Linked DNA regions of Gossypium hirsutum: all the other regions are linked to region 1. A link is a contact called in public Hi-C data. All regions are on one chromosome and are shown on one strand. The core of a region is the stretch at or near the end of the contact, and the rest is flanking DNA. Distances in the headings are between cores, read along the strand shown.

The links. Hi-C and Micro-C count contacts between places; a contact is called where the count stands out from the background.
Region 2: a Hi-C map of leaf shows a contact between it and region 1, with 1.7 times the contacts expected there. The contact joins the promoter of LOC107899715 here to the promoter of LOC107899709 in region 1. A contact is called at or near these places in 2 of 34 Hi-C or Micro-C datasets (both in leaf).
Region 3: a contact with region 1 is called in a Hi-C map of leaf, with 1.9 times the contacts expected there. The contact joins the promoter of LOC107899714 here to the promoter of LOC107899709 in region 1. A contact is called at or near these places in 2 of 34 Hi-C or Micro-C datasets (both in leaf).

What each region holds. Positions count from the first base shown.
Region 1 is chrD04:16,583,424-16,587,027 of Gossypium_hirsutum_v2.1, reverse strand. It overlaps LOC107899709 (UPF0481 protein At3g47200), which reads left to right and starts at 1,770. Exons shown (of 1, transcript XM_016825488.2): 1 at 1,770-3,604. The coding sequence starts at 1,994. The coding sequence ends at 3,298.
Region 2 is chrD04:16,401,553-16,405,156 of Gossypium_hirsutum_v2.1, reverse strand. It overlaps LOC107899715 (30S ribosomal protein S21, chloroplastic), which reads right to left and starts at 1,915. Exons shown (of 2, transcript XM_016825494.2): 1 at 1,323-1,915; 2 at 314-584. The coding sequence starts at 1,735. The coding sequence ends at 473.
Region 3 is chrD04:16,446,843-16,450,446 of Gossypium_hirsutum_v2.1, reverse strand. LOC107899714 reads left to right here and starts at 1,749. Exons shown (of 3, transcript XM_016825493.2): 1 at 1,749-2,691. The coding sequence starts at 2,511.

The sequences.
Region 1 (3,604 bases), core at 521-3,020:
ACTAGGTAATTATATATTTTATAGCACTATATAAATTTATATTGAAGCTTGAGGTTTATATTTAAAGATTCCTAAAAGTCTTATACCAAAGTTGAAAATTTAAAATATATGTTTTAACAAGGACTAAAATCAATAGCAAATAATAGGCAAGATTTCATTTTTATTTTATTTTTTAAACAAAAATTATAACTTCAATAATCACCATATCTTAAGTTTCTTTAATTGTTTATATATTTAATTAGTTGTCTTCTTTGTTTTTGAATGTTTTGAAATAAATTAATTTGTAGTGCTTTCATTGAAGTTGATTTTGACATAAAACAAAATCAAAAGAATCTGATTATTTAAACTAAATATTTTATCAATTTTGTAAATTTTAGTGATTAAAGCTATTGAAAGTTTTAGATTTAGGATTAAGTTGATGGAATGTATAAATATTAGAGGGTTAAATTTGATATTAGACTAATAAAAAGAAGTTCATGTAAACTAATAAGAAAGTGATTAAAATATTTAATTTTAAAAATTAAATTATAAAATTAAAAAATTAAATAATTAAATGTCTAAAGTAGAATGAATTATATAGCGAGTATTATTGTAATTTACATTAACCTAGAAAGTGTACGAAATTTGGAAGATGCCACTATTTAGGAAATTATTCCATAAACGGATGTCCAGTTTTCCATTTGTTTGTTAGTTGAAAACAAGGAAAAATAAAGTGGTTAATGCTGAACTCTTTTTATTATATTATTATGAAAATTTTTAATTTTTTAATATTTTTTAATATTATTAATATATAATTTTTGTAATTTTGTTATTCTGAATCTCAAATTTTAAACCCTAATTTTAAATTTGAAATCTCAAATTCGAACACGAACTTTGAATCCCGAACTTCGAACTCTAAACTTGAAACTCCAATCCCGAATTTAAATCACTTGAGGTTTAGGATTTGAGTTTGGGATTTAAAATTCGAATTCAGGATTCGAGTTTCTAAGGTTAGGATTCATAGTTTTGAATTTGAGATTAAAGATTCGGAGTTTAAAGTAAAAAATTATTAAAATTATGTGGAAAAAAATAAAAAAATTAGAAAATGATTATAAATGATGTGATAAATTCACGATTCATCAAGGCTGTGAAAATGTTGAGCTGTCACAAACTGATTTATTGTTTATTGGGGAGAGGAAATTTGACGTGTAAATTGTGGGGGCTTAAGCTTTGGCCTCCAGGGAACATGGAGTTTGTTGAAAGGTTCAGAGAGTGACACGTGGAACATTAAAGTGGAACTTGATAATTTTATTGATTAAACAAAGCATATTATATTTTGCAAAGGAGAAGAGGAGTTTAAATTTTTAAAAATAATATTAATGGAGCAGGAAATAAAAAATCTCGAATATAAACAATAAGTGGGATATAGAAGATAAAAAGAGAGAGTTAAATCTGATTTTGTTTTTATGAAGAAAATACTTTGGTTTGCAAAACTTGATTTTCAAGCAACACCAATAGGCTGGATAAAGTAGCAAAGAGAAAAGTGAAGAGTAGAATCCAGAAGTTAATTTTTTAAAAGAGAAATCACAACCATATTAATAAAATTGAGTGGTGGTTTTAGTTACCACTTTTTACAAGCCAGGAAGAAAGGCGGGAAGAAGAAATATTAAAAATTAGGCATGCTTTAACTTTTGCTTTTATCTTTATTATATTTTATTCTTTTGACACCCCAATAGTTTACACTTGGGACTATCTCAAACTTAGCTCCAGAACATATAACCATGCTTATTTATATCTATATTTCTTTTACTTTGTTAGATCACCATGGATTTTTCCAACTACTCAAACTCAATTTCCATCACACTTTTGTTTGCAGATTTTAGGACTGAAACCTGCACAACCTGAACTCTCTTTTCTGCTTTGTTTTTTCCATATTAATTCTAGACATTTTTCCTTCTTCTTTTGATATCTGTCACTTTTGTGTTTTGTCTGAAGAAAGGAAGGGGAAAAGAATATGAACATCACCAACATAAAAGCATTGGATGGAAGGTCAGATCATGTTGTTTGTATGGATTGTCCTTCTGAATCTGTGGCATCTTCCCTGGAAAATATGATGGTGCGTAATAATTTTCTGCCATCTACATGTTGCATCTTCAAGACACCAAGCATACTTTACAGGCACAAAGAAGAAGCATACATCCCCAATGCATTTTCATTCGGGCCCTTTCACCATGGCAAACCGAACTTGACTGAGACCGAAAAGATCAAATCCAAGTATCTGCAATGCCTTATCGCTCGATCACATTCACCGGAAGCGAGGTTGAAGCAGTGCATTGATGTCATCAAAGAGGTCGAGGAAGAGGCTCGGGCATGTTATGCAGGTACAATCGGTTTCAGCCACGATGAATTTGTGAAAATTTTGGTGCTTGATGCGTGCTTTATTGTTGAGCTGTTCCGCAAGGATGCTAACTTGGTGTCCAAAGATGACGATGACCCTGTTTTCACCATGTCATGTATGTTGCAGTACTTGTTTCATGATTTGATTTTGCTAGAAAATCAAATACCGTGGCTAGTGCTTGAACGCATATTTAGCTTGACTGCTAGTCCAAATGAAGCCAAGTCTCTTGTTGGACTTACCCTTCAGTTCTTTAGTAACATTTTCTCATCTGATGAACATTCCATTGAACCTCACCTTTTTGCCAACCAGGAAATCAAACATATTCTAGACTTATTAAGGAAGTCATTGATTTTACCATACAGTGGTGAAGATAGCCAGCATTGCTTGGGGTGGCAACCCTTTCCTTCTGCCACAAGTATTAAAGAAGCCGGAATTGAGTTTCGAAGAGTTTCATCGAGTAGCATCTTGGATATAAGGTTTAGAAATGGAATCCTTGAAATGCCATCTTTGCTGATCCAAGAAACCACAGAAACCATCTTCAGGAATCTGATTAGTTTTGAACAATGTTACCCAAATTGTAGTCCTGGAGTCGCATCTTATGTCATTCTTCTAAGTAATCTCATTAACACTTCCAAGGACTTGGACATACTTTGTGGTACCGGAATTATCGACAATTGGCTGATTCCTGAAGACTCGACCAAGTTCTTTAAGGCCTTATATCATGATTCTTATGTGAAAGAGTTCCATTATTTGAGGCTTTGTGAGAATGTGAATGGATATTGTCATCAATGGCGGTCTAGATGGAATGCTTTTTATAAGCATAACTATTTGGGTAAGCCATGGGCTATTGTTTCTGGATTTGCTGTGGCTACCTTTTTGATCCTCACCTTCATACAAACCTACTACATCGTCTTCAAATAAGATCAGGTCTTTCTCAAGGGCTTGGAACATGTTTTATGTAAGAGTAACTGAATTTCTATGTTTATGAAAAAAGTTAATGTTTGTAAAATGTAAAAAGGTAATAAATGTGTATGTGTGTTTCTTGAGTCAATGGCTGCCTCTGCTACTAGGAACATGTGTAAACCCAAGCCTTTTTGCTTTTGTTTTGTTTTGTTTGTTTTTTTTTTTTTTGTAAAATCATATTTGAGTGAAAATGTAAACTTGGAGTGAATGTGTACTTGTAGCCTGTTTTCCTGTGCAAGAAAATATTAGATTACAAAAGTCTTG
Region 2 (3,604 bases), core at 666-3,165, 180 kb after region 1:
CGAAACACTCCTAGAGATTCAACAATAAGGCTTTAAATCACATGATTTCAGACTCTGTCCCACTCAAATTCCAAACCAACTTATATTGACATACCACCAGCCAGCAAGCTCCGATATATTTTTCTCATTACAGAACACAAGACATTTCCATGACCAAGAATAAGAACCGGTCGTCTCCTTTGCAACTCAAAGTGGGAATTGGAAAAAAGAAAAGAGAAAACATAGACAAACACAAACTTCCACATGTTCGATATGGGTTACCTTCCAATAGGTCCAACAAAAACATGGTAATGCAAGGAAGCCTTCAGATCAATTTAAGGAATGAAAATCTTGACTTCATTTATGTAAAAAGAAAAGCATAGGGCAATTCAAGTGGCAGAATTCATCCTAATTCAACTTACAATGGACAGACAAAACTGCCAGAGCTCAAAGACGAAGAAGATAAGTAAATAAAAGGCATGGCAAAATGCGATCAATAGGGAAGGGCTTCATTTGGAATGTCCCAGTTATCTTCGTCATCCTCATCCCTCTTCTTTGTAGATACTTCCTGCTTGTTTGGTTGTGAAAATCTTGCTTGGGGACGCCTGATCACATATGCATCAGAGAAGACATAATCATCACTAATTATTATCAACAGATATAATATAACCACAAAACAGAATATGCTCATTGAGAGCTAAGATAAAAGGGTTGGAAATTGACCATGAACTCAAACAGAAAAAGGCAAGGCCTAACTAGTTCATGGAGGATGTAAATGTAGAAGAAACAAATAAAACTACACCAAATATGTTACATGTTCAACTAATATCAGAAACTGCATAGAATATACCCTTCTTAAACACTACTCTACAAGCTCAAATTTGAAAGCCTTCGTTCAATATACTGAAGTTGTCTCCTCAAACCATATTTAGAAATCAAATGCTGGGGATAACAGCTCAACTGAACACCATGCGCAAAGGAAAACAAAAGCAGCTAGGCCTTGACACATTGCATTGGTAAATCAATCACAAGGAAAACTGCATAGGCTTCAATTTTCATCGCTAAGAAACAAATACCCAACAATAATTTTCTAATTTTCCCCTTCATATCCTCCAAGCTCCACCAGGGAACCAAAACTGTCTAATCTCATATGAATTCTTCAGCCCTTATCTTCCTTTCCACCCCTAATAAAACCCACAAATTCCAATGCTAAATTACTCAAAAAAAAGTTAAACAAAAGAGCCTAAGCATATGACATACATTGCATAGCATCCAAAGTTCCTTTCTTTTTCTTCATTATCTTTACACAGTTTACAAAAACAAAGGAAAGGCCAAAATTTTACCTTCTACGATTACGCTTAGCAGCCTCGCGTGACTTACGCTTCTTCTCATCTTGCTTATTCTCAAAGAACCTCCTCCTCTTACACTCTTGAATAACACCAGCTTTCATGACCTCTCTTCTGAACCTGTTAAGCAGTCTTTCTTCAGGTTCATTGTCATCCACAATAACCTGGATATTGTAAGCCGATTTGAAGAAAAGGGTGTTGGCATTTGCAAGAGAAGGGCTTATTACTGATGACAATTCAGTGGATAAAGAAGAAGATTGATCCTCTGGAGCTGACCATGAGAGAGGAGCATTTTTGGGTTTTTGGGAAGAGAGTGAAAGGCTGTTGAGAGCCGGTGGGGCTTTGGGTGGAGAAGGATTAGGAGGTAAAAGGAAGGAGAAGAAGTTTGAGAGTGAGAGTGAAGTAGCCATTGTTGTGGTCTGTGGTGTAGATTGATAGGCTCAGCCTGGCTTTGAGTTTTTCAGTTTGTGGATGTTTTCTGACTCTACTTTCTCACATTGACACTATCCCTTTGTGTACTATTTGAAGATAAGCTGACTTGGCCTTGATTAAAAGTTTAGGCCAATTTTGGGTCTTAAATTTTATTGGGTTCTAAAAGATTTTGGGCTTTTAGCCTTTTTTGAGTCAAAAAAACTTACGGAGAAAAAGCTTAAATTTCTTTTTTATCTAACTGGAAATTAAATTTGGAAACTGTAAGTTAACTTGATGTTTTTTCTAGGTACCTTATTAATGCCGTTAAAATATATTAACGTGACATTAATGACCAATAACATGAGCACATGTGGAAGCCTCATATTTTGATACATGGCAAACTAAAATAAAATATTTAAATTTTATAAAAAGTTATAATTTTTTATTTTTCCACTTGTCAGAATATGAGATTGTTATATGTCACCATGTTATTGGACGTCAGTGTCACGTCAACATATTTTAATACTATTAATCAAGTATTTAAAAAAAGTGTCAAGTTGACTTATGAATTCAAAATTTAGGTATCAGATAAATTTTAAAAAATTAAATACCAAATTAATATAAATTGTCAAATTCAAATAACTTCATGCGCGTGTGTATATATATATATCCAAGTTGATATTACCTATGATTATTTGGCAACAATGAAAATAGCTAATAATCTATATAAATTATATAAAATCAACTCTTAATGGAGTGTTTAAGAGTTAATAGAGGTATTTTAAGTAGTATAAATAATTAATAAGGGTATTTTAAATAATATAAAAAAATTAATAGGGATATTTTAGGTTAGTTAGGGATATTTTAAGCATTAGAACTTAATAAGGGAAATTCATGTATTTTGTAAAAAAAATAATTAATTTACTTATAAATTATAAATTTTATTATTATATTTTTTGTTATTTTTATTTAATGTGCATTTATCTATCTTAAATATATATATATTCAACTGCTTTTAGAGTTATTGAAGTAAATAGATGTATTTTGATATTTCAAGAATATATTAAGGACACTTTTGATATTTTATAATATTAATTATTACTATACTAATATTTTTAAATTGTGTTATTGTAATTTTATAAATTTTGTTTTCATTGTATTTTGAAGGCATTGTTAATTAAATAATTATCATTGTTTTTATACAGGGTAAAATAATTATTTAATCTCTATATTATATTATTGAGGTCAGAATTATGGTTAGCTTTTTTTTTTGTGTGGAAAAGATGGTTAGTAATTTTTAGTTATTCTATATATAATTTTATAAAGATGGTCGTTATTAAAAATAATTACGGGTATGGACCAAAAATCTAAATACGCGTTGATATAGACGCGTTTTCAGGAGATAACCTAGAAAAACGCTTTCATGTCAGCGCTTTTTTCTTGTGTCTGGCAAAAGAGTGCTGACGTGAACACACTTTTGCCCAAAATTTTCAAAATTTTTTTTAAAATATTACAAAAGGTCCTTTTTTTTAAATATTACAAAAATAGATCAAAATTTTAAAAATATACGAGAATAAGACTTTATGAAGACCCAAAGTGACGGCACTATTTTTTTTTTTGATGCCACCAATTAATGTGAAAATAAAACTTACAAAACAGAACTTTATATAGACCCAAAGTCTCATTTCCCTTATTTTCTTAAACAATATGAGATGTAAGATATATGTATATATAGATTCATGAATAAGTTTACAGCTTGTTCCTAGGCAATATGAGTTTTCTTCCTCTTTTAACTAACAACATAAGATTAAAGGCTACACTATATTTTATAATTTTTTTTACAAAACAATTTCTATTTTTTTATATTT
Region 3 (3,604 bases), core at 500-2,999, 140 kb after region 1:
AAAAAAATTATAAAAATAATCTTGAAAAACGCCTATTTTAGGAAAATATAAATAATAAAATAAAATTCCCCTTATATCACAATCAGAAAAAGGCTGATATTCTTATAAATGTCAATAGAATTTGTTACACAATAATAAATGCATTTAAGATGGAGAAAAAGCAATGGTAGTATGTGAAGCAAGTTGGATGAGGGGAAATGATTGAAATTTTGAAACATAAAGAGGATGACATCAATCCGCTGAAGATATATATGTCCATGAAAGTTGAAACGAAAAGCTGAGGCATGATAGGAAGGCTAGCGAATCATAGGTCAAATTTGGCATGAAGTTCCTACGTTGACAAGCTCCACGTACCCACCCATGAATCAATCAATCATCATTGCAACTCCAGGTTGTCAATGGAACCCTTACTATACTTTTGGCTCTCTCAACTTCAATGAACAAAAGGAGTAAATCAACAAAATTTTCATTTTCCCATTTTTTCCCCTTCCATTTTCTTGCCTGGAAGGCCACTTCTTCACTTCAACAAGTGAAGTTATTGCATTTTAGGAGAACTTTTAACTTTGGGGTTTACTGCTTTTTCATTTTAAACCCAGAATTGAAATTGCATTGAAAGTTTCAAACATCCATAAAACTAGGTTTACAGAACCTAATGTGCACGTGAATACACGTGAAGCTATGCATAATTTAACAACAAAAAAATATGGGACTTAGGTTTGGAGCATGGCATAGCAAACACATTTAAGAATCGTTTCTTGTCGAGGATAAATGTATGCCTCTCACGTGCGTGCACGTAAATGGACATCTCGTTTTCGTTTGAAAGCACCTGGATGGAACAATTTGATCCAAAGATGAAACAGTGTGTGTAGATAACAGGTTTCAGCTCAACGACTCTGAAATTAATTTGGGTTTTCTTCATCAGTCTTAACAACAATTGGTAGATTTAAATCACTATTTCTGATTAGCTCAACCAATAAACCATGTCTCCATAATATCATTCAATTATCTTTGCAGGCCGGTTTGTACATACATAGACCACTTCAGAAAGGTCATTATCACCAATAATCTCAAATCATTTTATTGAAGGCCCTAACCCACCATCTCACCTGCAAAACAAATCCACAAAGGCTTTAGCATGTGTTCATTGCTCTAATGCATGAACATGGTGTTCCTAAGGAATGGTACTCTTCAAGAAGAACCAATGCAAAAAGGTTGTGGAATATTACAAGGTTTGACCTTTACTTACCCCAAATAGCAGATATAATCACAATAATAACATAAAGGTCGTGGAATATTACAAAGTTTGAACTTTACTTACCCCAATTAGCAGATATAATCACAATAATAACTAAAGCAAAAAAGTGAAGACTATGTACCAAAAAAGTAAAGGAGAGAGCTTTACCAAAGCAATGAAACATACCCATCCTGCAGAAAAAAAGGTCCAGAGCTGAAAAGGAGATTAGAATTTAGAAACTCTTTTTCATATCTTAAGAATCCATGAAAAGCGAAGCTAAATGCTTTTACCATGATATCCATGTGAAGCCAGTGAGCTCCAAAGTCCCATTTTCTTTCTTGTTCATCAAATAGGGTCCAAGTTTTAGGCTTTTTCTTATTGTTTGGAGCCCAAGTTTTAAGTTTTGTTTGGATAGAAGGAAAGTGGATTTGCAGTCTTGGGCCTAAGAAAGCAAACACATATTGTGACTTGAAAGTGGGATTTGTTTAAACCACTAATCAAATTATAGTGAATCATTCATATGAATTTCACATGGTTTGATCTCGAAAGTTCAAAGCTTGAAAGAAAAAAAAAACGATCACGCCAGGCAGCCACATGGCTTGGCCGATCATAAATCTCTAATAAATATTTTCTCCATGATTCATGATTGAAAAGCTTGATTGATTAAATATATTCCGAAGGGTGTGATATTTTTAGTGAATGTAAAGCTCAAACAGACAGACAATGACAATTGGAGATGTTCGGTGTTGGCATACAAACAAAAGAGATATAATTCTTTCTTTTTATTAGAATTTTGTTATTGCTTTGATTTTCAAAAACTCTTATCTTTTGGTACTATAGCCACAACCATCCTCAGTGGGTTTTCCATATTCCATTTGCTTTCCTCTCTTTTTTCTTTCTGTTTGGAATTTTCTTGCTAATCTAGGACAGGTTGCTAATCTAGGACAGGTCGGATTTATGGTCCAATTTGATTATTTTAAATATATTTTATTATAAGAACAAAAAGTAATAAAAAGAAACTATTTCCAGCACTGCTTGCTAATTGTTTTGCTAACTTCCCTTTCGATTCAAGACTAAGCACTTTCTCTTCCAGAAGCCATTTTTCCTTTCTTTTTTAACATAACGCTAAAGAAAAAGAGCTCTCTTTCCTTTCTCTCCCATTTTCTTTTTGCTTCTGCCTTTTGGGTTGCACAGTCCATTGGTAAAATAATTGGGATGCTGTGGTTCTAAAGAGTTGGAGACAGAGAGAGAGAGTGGGAGAAGAAAAAAAAAAGAGATGGGTTCATGTGTTTCAGTGCATAAGAGCTCTCAAGAGTCTGCCATGAAACTTGGGCTTTCTTTAGAGCCTAAAACAGATAGCCTTATCATTCCACCTTCACCTGTTAAAGAGAAACCTGCTGCTGCCAATGGTGACTTTGCACTTAAATCTCAATCTTCCTCTACTTTTAAAGATTTAGGTAATTGATTTCTTTTTGGTTTTCTTGGTCTTGTTTTTGGAATTAGTTTGCTTCGTTATGAGATAAAGGCAATCTTTTTTTATTTCTTGGCGTACATTTTTATCATAAATTGAGTACAAAGTTTTGAGCAAAAAAAAGAGTACAAAGGTTGTTTTTTTTTTTCATTCAGGAATGATGTTTTATTTCGATAATGTGAGATCTGAAATTGAGTACGTGTTGATCTTGATGTCTAGTAGACTATTTACATTTTTAATAGAAGAAAGGGTTTTTTTTTCTGGCTTGATGAATAATGATGCTCCCAATTATTGATTTTTATGATTATGTTTCAATCTGTGCCATGAATGATATGCCTAATGAAATTGGTTTTAGCTTTGTTGATTGTGAGATATAAAAATGGTGGCTCCTTTTTTTTTTTTTGGTTTTCTTATATTTGTGGGGTCTTGTTATTGTTTCATAGCACAATAGAGTATGGCGTGGTGACATTTCAGAGCATTTTCACCATTGTTTTACTGCAAGTTCGTCTATCTTAGCTTAAATTTATTTATTAGAGTTGAGATTTCTTTATAAGTAAAAAAAAGTTCATGTTTACTAGTTAACTCCATTTCCCCCCTTCCCGTTTCATATGAGATTTGTTACAGAGAAGTAGCTTGTCTTGCAAGAAAATTCTTCCGTATTGTAGTTTTTGCAAAAAAAGAAATCTAATATAAGATGTAATGAAGCCAACTATTCTTAAATCTCTGAATTTTTGGGGTCTAACTTAGACTTTTGGGGTGGATCTTTATTCAGATGGATTGAAACGCCCTTGTTCAATACCTTACCTTGTGATGTGGAATAGTAATAGCATAAAGACATGTCAGCAATTTTAAGATTTTGTCTGATTTTTGAAGGTGCACATTATAGGGGCCCATTTTTT